2 separate regions of the Canis lupus genome follow, and region 2 is linked to region 1. A link is a contact called in public Hi-C data. All regions are on one chromosome and are shown on one strand. The core of a region is the stretch at or near the end of the contact, and the rest is flanking DNA. Distances in the headings are between cores, read along the strand shown.

The links. A called contact is a pair of places that touch in the nucleus more often than the background predicts.
Region 2: a contact with region 1 is called in a Hi-C map of amygdala, with 5 times the contacts expected there. The contact joins two enhancer-like sites. A contact is called at or near these places in 3 of 9 Hi-C or Micro-C datasets (amygdala, blood and skin fibroblasts).

What each region holds. Positions count from the first base shown.
Region 1 is chr15:30,623,738-30,628,140 of UU_Cfam_GSD_1.0, forward strand. It overlaps DUSP6 (dual specificity protein phosphatase 6), which reads right to left. Exons shown (of 3, transcript XM_038558624.1): 3 at 4,387-4,403. Among named protein-coding and RNA genes, the nearest start is that of DUSP6, 6.8 kb to the right of the region's middle. Within about 2 kb of position 2,149, at least 6 of the 20 cell types and tissues checked have an H3K27ac peak or open chromatin away from gene starts, as enhancers often do.
Region 2 is chr15:30,733,077-30,737,326 of UU_Cfam_GSD_1.0, forward strand. All of the region lies in intron 9 of POC1B (POC1 centriolar protein homolog B), which reads right to left. Among named protein-coding and RNA genes, the nearest start is that of POC1B, 53 kb to the right of the region's middle. Within about 2 kb of position 2,190, at least 3 of the 20 cell types and tissues checked have an H3K27ac peak or open chromatin away from gene starts, as enhancers often do.

The sequences.
Region 1 (4,403 bases), core at 899-3,398:
CCTCTGCCCTCCCCCACACAGCTTCCCTCTAAAAAACAAAACCAAAAAAACAAAGGAAAAGGGAAGGGAAGGAAAGGGAAGGGAAGGGAAGGGAAGGGAAGGGAAGGGAAGGGAAGGGAAGGGAAGAGAAGGGGAGGGGAGGGGAGGAGGGATCAATAGCTTCCAAATACAGAGCATACAAACCAACATACCAAAACACTCCCGTCCACGCCCCCCCCCCCCCCCCCACCTCCCCTTCATCCACGACCTCCCCTCCCCTCCCTCCTCCCCTCCCTCCCTCCCCTCCACTCCCCTCCCCGTCCCTCCCTCCCCTCCCCTCCCCTCACCGAAAAGAAAAGAAAAGAAAAGAAAAGAAAAGAAAGAAAATGAGGTTGCCTTCAGCCTTCAAGGGCTTGGTAAGTCTTCCATTGCCTTTTATTTTTCACCTTGTCCCGTCGAATCAGTGCAACACAGATCAAGGCCTGGATAAATATTTGTGAATTGTTTGAACTTTGTTCTGTGCCCCTAAATACTCTTAGGAAATCACTTTTGGAGTTTGAAGATCCCCTCCCCAGAACCAGGTTGATTCAGGGCCAATTGCGGTGAGAACACTAGAGGTGTAAGGGTATTTGAAAGTCTGCAGGATCTTTTGGAAAATGATTATTACTGTGTGAGTGGCTACAAATAAACTTATACCCAAAGTAATTCTTTTGGAGCATTTTGACCCAAAGAATGATTTTTTGACGATGAGTGTTCAAGAATACTTAGCAGCCAGCTACCAAATAATCTGCCCTTGCTGGGTTTCACATCTCCACTAATTTCTAATTTGCCTCTCATACCCCACAGACCTCGCCATATGTTCTCTCTCCCTCTCCTTCCCCATCTCTTCTGTCTCTTTGCCCCTCTCCCTGTCCCTCTCTCCCTGTCCCTCTCTCCCTGTCTCTCTCCTCTTCTCCTCCTCTCTCTCCCTCTCACCTCTCTCCTCCTCTTTTTCCTTCTCCTTCTCTGTCTCTCCTTCTCCCTCTCCATCTCTGTCTCTCTCTGTCTCTGTCTCTGTCTCTGGGTCTCTTTCTCCCAGCCCCACACCAGCGTTCCTCTGGGAGGGACCAGAGTGAGGAAGTGAATTTCTCTGAGGTCAGTCCCCCGTGTAATCCTGAAAGGGGTATGTGGGCAGGGGTCCGGGCCAGCTGGGCGGCATGCTAGCCACCCTAGAGATCCCCAGGAACATCAGTCTTGTAATGTATGTGCTTATGGGCCCCAAGGTGAGGCGAGTCCTCCATGGAGAGAGAAGATAGAAGCTTCCAGGCAGACACGGCATCTCTCTGGTGACACATCCTCGGGGGCCCTGTGGCAATCTCATGATTATACTGTTGAATTTGGGTTTGATTGGGCGAGTCACTTGATCTCTGCTTCCTCTACTTCCTCAGCCATAAAATGGGCCCACCGCTTCCTAGGTCGACAGCAGGGGACCCTGTAAAAATGAGCAAAGATTGATGTTCACAACCAGGAGAGCGAAAGCTCCAAAGCTCGGTCCTACTGCTTCCCGTTAGTTGACTTGAGGCGCTGGGGGTCTCTCTCCCTCTCAGTTTCCTCTCTGAAAACTAACGATAATGATAGGAAGCATCCCTCAGGGCTGTTCGGAGGATGAAAGGAGATGATACTGTGCATGAAGTAGAGTATCCGATACCTTTGCTTGCTTTGCCTGCCTGTAGCCCACTTGATCGTCTAACATGTGTCACCAGTCTGTGACCAGAAGGCCGGAATCCTGGGAGAAACCTAGCCCGAAAGGGGAAGGCTCTCGTTTTACAGACAAGAAAGGGGAAACCAGTGAGGCTGGCTGACCGGCCCAGGGCTAGCCGGTGCACGAGGGAGAAAGCAAGAGTTAAGGGCTCAGGTCTCCTAACTGTTGGGTCGGGGCCACTCTCCAATTTTCCCTCCTTCGAAGGCTGATCTTTCTAGCCCCAGAGGCCCCTTTCTCGGTCTTTAACCCCAAGGCTGCTTCATACCATGAACCAGCACAGTCCCTGGGGCTCCTACATTGAGCGCATGAAGCCTGAAGATGCCCTCCTCTCGGGAGAGGCCTCCCCAGCACCCTGCAGAAGGCCAGGAAGGGGGGAAAGGCTCTCTCCTGAGGAAGGGACCCCAGGGAAGCCTCCCAAGGGCCAGCAGGTGAGGGGGGAGGCGGGAGAGAGCTGCCCAGGCGGCCTAGGGTTGCCCTAGTAACCATGTGGGCCCCATTCAGGAACTGATCCCAACTCCTAGATGCAAAAGGGTCGCCTTCCCCAGCCACGGGGATGGAGGGAAGACCGGGAGTAAGGTGGGGGCCGGTGCTGCCAGTTCCAACCTTCCACCTTCCGTGGAAGAAAAAAGAAAGAAAGAGAATAGCTCTTTGAATCTTCTGGCCTGAGTGAACCGTAAAAACCACCCATTTAATATGAAGCCTTTTGTGGCACCAGAGGGAAGCAGGCCCCCCTCTGTTACCAGCCCTATGAAACAATATGCCAGAAGGGGGGGGTGGGGTGGGGGGACAAATCCCAAACCCTGCCACTTTCTGGGGGCTCTAAACTCTTCTTGCTCCTGTTCCTTTATTCAGGCTGATGACAAAGACCATTTGCTACCAATTTATTGGAAACTTTTTTTTTTTCACAGCTTGAGCTGCTTAAATGCGGGGCGCTCCTTCTCCCCAAATCGCTGTCAGACACTTGCTGAATGGGCCAGGCTCAATTATGCTCCCTCCACAGGTTCAGCTCACACTGTGACCCTGCATGGCTTCCTGCTATTCATATGTGTTACTTCCCCTTTGTGGTAATGGCTTGTGGCACTTGGCCAGAAAACATTATTAATTTCAGAAGTGGACTGACAAACAACAAACCCACAGTGAAGCGAGAGGAAGTGCTGGGGAGGCCAGCTGTCGGCTGGAGCGGAGCAGTAGGAACCCAACGTATGCAGGTTCCAGGAGGAAAGGAGATGATAATCCACAAAGAGGAAATGCACTAAAATTATCCACAGCCCATCGTAAAGAAAAAAGAGAGAGAGAGAAAAGAAAGAAAGAGAAAAGAAATCAGAGAAAAGAAAGGGGGGGGGGAGCACGCAGCTACTTGAGCTGCAGCTGGACAGGAAATTGCTAACGCTGCTTGCAAATCCCTACTTTGAACAGGCAGTTTAGGGAATGCCAGGAGCGGAAACCGTTCAGAACTGGATTAACACGAGCCAAGTTGAACTGCAACCCACTTCTCCTTTCTAAGCTCTGGCTGACTTGGGGCACCCAAATGGGAACGACTGAGCTGGTATTTTTCTGCACTGTTTGTTTGCTTTTTATACATGCTTAGTCGCTAAAAGTCAGTCTGGACAGTTTGATAGGATTGCTGTGAAATCATCAGAGCCACTTGCCTTCTATAAGGTAGATCAAGTGGGATGGACCAAACCATCCCACTAGGATCTCCCCCTGGGCCCTGTGGGTGAAGAGCTCACCTTTCTCCTCAATGCAGGTAAAGGGACTAAGTTCATTCGAAAAGAGCCCGAAATGTAGGTATGTTCTAATTCTTTTGATTTCAGACGCCTGCCCTTTATTTTGGTTTGTGTACTTTTACATTTGGGACCAGGAGAGTGGATGTCCCAGGGAAAGTGACAGGATATTAAGCCTTTACCTTAAAAGGAACTGTTCAAAATTACCTCGACCTAAGTAAGGTTCAATAGTGGTTTCTGGCCCACATACTAAACCAGTGAAGCACAAAGCACATTAGAACAGGACTGGCAAAGCTTGATCCCAAGTGCCAATGTCAAATTTTAAGGCCCACATCCAGGCTCAGTGTGAAGCTTAGCTATACCTTGCCATGTATAGGAGAGAGCCAAGGGGAGTCCTCACTCTTGGTCCATTTGTTATTCCGACGCTAGGATCATTTGCAGGTGGAATTGCCATAGGAACAAACCAGAAAGAGAATTATCCGTTTTCTCCCTGGCATGTGTATTACTGAGTAGAAGACCCTGACAGAGAAGCAGAGAGGTTAACACCATTCTTCTTCTTCTGCGGGTACCCTCCCCCCCTTTATGACAAGTCCTGAATATCCAAACCTTATTATCTCAACAAGGTGTGCTCTATGGCTTCATTTTTCATCAAGAGCATTACTATTTTCTTAAGCCAGAACTGTATCCCTAAAGTATTATCAGGACACATAATACAGTCAGTTCACTCTCTGATGTCATCTTTGCTTGAAGCAAAAGATTAATTTCATGAACTACACCTGAAAAACATTCCTGGGGCTGCTGAAACCCTGGGAACTCTGTGCCACTGTTCCTACAGTACTTTCCAAGCCACTAGCACTCCTCCCCCCAAAAAAAAAATTCCTCCGCAGTATCATTTCACATGTAGGTACAATTATGGAGAGATTTTAAAAAAGAAAAAATACATTCGATAGCCAAAATAG
Region 2 (4,250 bases), core at 940-3,439, 110 kb after region 1:
TGAGTCTTGATCTTGGGATGGTGAGTTCAAGCCCCATACTGGGTATAGAGCTTACTTTAAAAGCAATAATAAATTAAAAAAAAAAAGAATAAAAAGACGTCATTTATAGTACATTAAAATTTAAATACATCAGAATAAACATACAAAGATGTGTAAGACCTTATGGGAAAAATAATAAAATTAATGTGAAAGATATTTTAAAAGACTTAGTTAGATAGAAAGCTATACCATAAACAGCTTAGAAACAGGGCCCTATATACATGGGAAATAAATACAAAAGAAAAATATCACAACAAATCAATAGAGAAAGGATGATCCTAGTTGAGAAAACTGGCTCACTATGACATACCAAAGTGGACAGCAGATAAATTATAAAACCTAAATATTATGTTAAAACTAGCAAGGTATAGACTATAAGGTAAACACAAAGAATACCCTTGTGACATGCGGTCAAGAAGGACATCTTAAAAGAGCCACAAAAGCAAAAACCATAAGGCAAAAAAATAACAACACTGCACTTTAAAAAACCTGATGCATTTGATTACATCAAAACTAGAATATTTGTTTAATAATGGACACCACAAAGTAAATAATCAGATCATGGAAAAGGAGATAGATTATAATGTCTAAAACTGAAAAAGTAGGTTTCCTTACACACCTACAAATCAATGTGAAAGACAGTGATCCTAAGAAAGAAAACTTATCTAAGAGAAATCCTAACAGTTGACCAGCATATAGAAAGATTTTCAAAAGCATTAGTAATTAGACCAGATTAAAGCAAAATATTAGACTCCAAAAATGAGAAAGCTCAATAATGCCAGCCTCGTTTATTATAGCAGCACTGTTTATAATGGTAAAAAACAACAACAAAAACACAACCCCAAATCCCTTCATGTTTATCAATAGTAGAAAAAACACATAAGTCCTGGTAATTACTACTCTGGTACATTCACTAGAATCCTATACAGCAGTGAAAATAAATGAAATACAACTATGTACAATATATGGTTGTGCAAATTCAGAATCCATACGTGTGACTCTCAGGATTTTAATTTTTTAAGATTTTATTTTATTTATATGAGAGAGAGAAAGAGAGAGAGAGAGATAGTGCGCACACATGAGCGGGGGGGGGGGGGGGGGGGGGGGGGGGGGGGGGGGAGGGGAGGGACAGAGGGAGAGGGAGGAGCAGAGTCCTCACTGAGTGGGAAGTCCGATGTGGGGCTCGATCTCAAGACCCTGAGGTCATGACCTGAGCCGAAGGCAGATGCTTACCTGACTGAGCCACCCAGGTGCCCCACAGGATTTTACTTTTAAGTGAAAAAGCAGTTTATAGAGAAATACACTGAGTATGATTTCTTTTGTATAAAGCTTAAAACCATCTAAAACTACATGATATCTAATTATAGATTAAAACACATATTTAAGAAAGAAAGAAAGCAAGGGAATAATTAGCTAGGTTGGCAGTTACTTCTGATGGAGGTTACTTCAGAATTCAAGATCAAAGAAAAAAATTAAAAATCACATCATCATCAAATACTTACTAAAGATTGTGAATATAAATTAGTTAACAAAGGGCAACAAAGACAGAACTTTGTATCAAATGTATGGTACCAGCAATGAGTATGCAAGAACCTCAAAGAAGAAAGTGTTGATTGGGCACTTAGAAAACATGTGGAGGGAGTGAGGCTTCTAGTTAGGTTCTTTGCTAGCTAACCTCCAGGAATATTAACAGCACTCTGTCCTTCTTAAAGGGAAGAACTGTGTCGTAACTACACTCATCTTGAAATAGAGCGGGACTCTATTGAGGGACTGAGTTCTCTCCATCACTGAACCAGGATATATCACTGAGGCCTCAGCGCAGGAGAGAAGCCTCACGTGCACCATCCCATCATGAGGCTCTGTGTACCCACCTCACTGAGGAGTCCGGAGTTTGACTGTATCAAATGTATGGTACCAGCAATGAGTATGCAAGAACCTCAAAGAAGAAAGTGTTTCCCATGGAGGAAACATAGGAAAGGCTTAATTAAGATGGATCCTTGAAAAATAGGTTTAGAAAACAAAACCAGAGACAGAGATGAGGTGAAGAGCATTCCTGAGCACAGAGGCAGAATGCCCACAGGATACTTTTGCATTGGGTAGTAGTGAGAGAGGCAAGGGGCCTGGCAAGGGGCAAATTGTGCAGGCTGAAGGAATTTGGAAAGGCACCGAAGAGCTGGAGCCTGCAATGTGCTTAAGCAAGATGAATCTGACAAAGGCATGCAGAGAACCAAGGATAAGTCAGGGAACAGCGAGAACCCCACTGCAACAGTCCAGGACCGAGCTGATAAGGGCAGAGCCTGTGAGGAGAGCAGAATGATTCTAAGAGCACTTATCATGTTTGATGGGTACAGCTGGAGTTCTGGAAACATTAAGAGGTTTTTATAATTATCCAGCCACTTGTGTGTAGAGGTGTGTGCCCAGGAGTGCCCACACCCCAGAAAAGGGGTTAGCAGGATGAGGATGAGGGCCTCTCGGCTCAGCCTGCCAGCACCTTTGTTTCTTCCTGGCTGCTCCAGACAGCAGAAAACACAGCCTCCTCTTAGCAGCTCTGAGTCCCCGCTGGAGGCCAAGATAAGAAGCCTGACGATGAATCACTTTGCTTCCAATCTTAGCCTAGCTGCCCAGAGATTGCTTGTAGACTTTCATTCTCATTTATCTGCTGCCACCTAGTGTAGACATAAAATCATTTTTCTAGGAAAAATACAATCGGGTTTTACCATCTGAAATTGGAACTTCTCAAAAAAATCTAAATCCCGTGGAAACAGCATCTCTCACAGAGAATCCGTAAGCTTCTATGAGTTGGAAAATTCTTAATGTAACTAATAAGTTGCTGCCACATATGTTAAATGGAGCAGGACAGTCTTACTGGTAACACTTTACAGTCTTCTCCAAAAGAAAATATGTGGAGGGAGTGATGCTTCCAGTTAGGTTCTTTGCTAGCTAACCTCCAGGAATATTAACAGCACTCTGTCCTTCTTAAAGGGAAGAACTGTGTCCTAACTACACTCATCTTGAAATAGAGCAGGACTCTACTGAGGGACTGAGTTCTCTCCATCACTGAACCAGGATATATCACTGAGGCCTCTGTGCAGGAGAGAAGCCTCACGTGCACCATCCCATCCTGAGGCTCTGTGTACCCCTCACTGAGGAGTCCATGAGCACAAAGACTGCTACTAACAAATTCTGAAGGGCAAGGAATACACCTGTTTTGTTCTTTGTTGCATACTCTAAAGCTAGTACAATGTCCTCCTGCTCATAGATACTATTAACAGATTAAATTCAATTTTGATTATTTTGAAGCATTACATCAAAATGGTTAAAAGCACAAAATGGAACCAGAGTGCCTGCACTGAAATTCTAGCACTGCCACTTACTAACTTTAAGTTTTAACTTACATGTGCCTCGATTCCTCAAGGAATAAAAATAGTACTTCATTGAGTTTTTAAGGAACATTTAATGACAATTTATATAAGCTAATTAGAATAACTTTGTCTGTAATGTTATTATTATTATTACTGGTATTATTACATAATCTCTGAAGAACACTTATTGAGCTCCAAAACAATATGAACATATGCCATAGCTAGAAATAAAATACAAGATTTGTAGAGAAGTACATATTACATTTACATATGAAATTACCCTTTTAGAATGAATGTTTAGTTTTATCTGGAGGTGCAATTCAGCCCATGCCAGTCTGAAGAAGATAAAGACAGCATGAATTAATCATGTGCCATAGCACAGCATGGTCAGAGTTACGATACCTTGTTTTAAAACTGGACTTCTTTCCCACCAAAAAAAGAAAGAAGCTGTTCTCACATTTTTAATTAAGATGGAGTGCCTAGGGGACACCTGGCTGGCTCAGTCGGTAGAACGTGCAACTCTTGATCTCAGGGTTGTAGTAGGTTTGAGCCCCACGTTGGGTATAGAGATTACTTAATATATTTTTTTAAAAGATGGAGTGCCTAGGCCAGAAGTGCTACAAAGGATCTGCAGTTAGATCAGTGGAAAGGACACAGGAGGGATCTATTTCACACAGCTGGAGTTAGGATTGGATACTTCGCGCCTTCTTTCATGTGGCCTCCCCTCTCATCTGTTCTAAAAAGCAATCCGTTATCACTCTCTCTATCCATGTAAGAATTAGTAATTTACAGGGATCCCTGGGTGGCGCAGCGGTTTGGCGCCTGCCTTTGGCCCAGGGCGCGATCCTG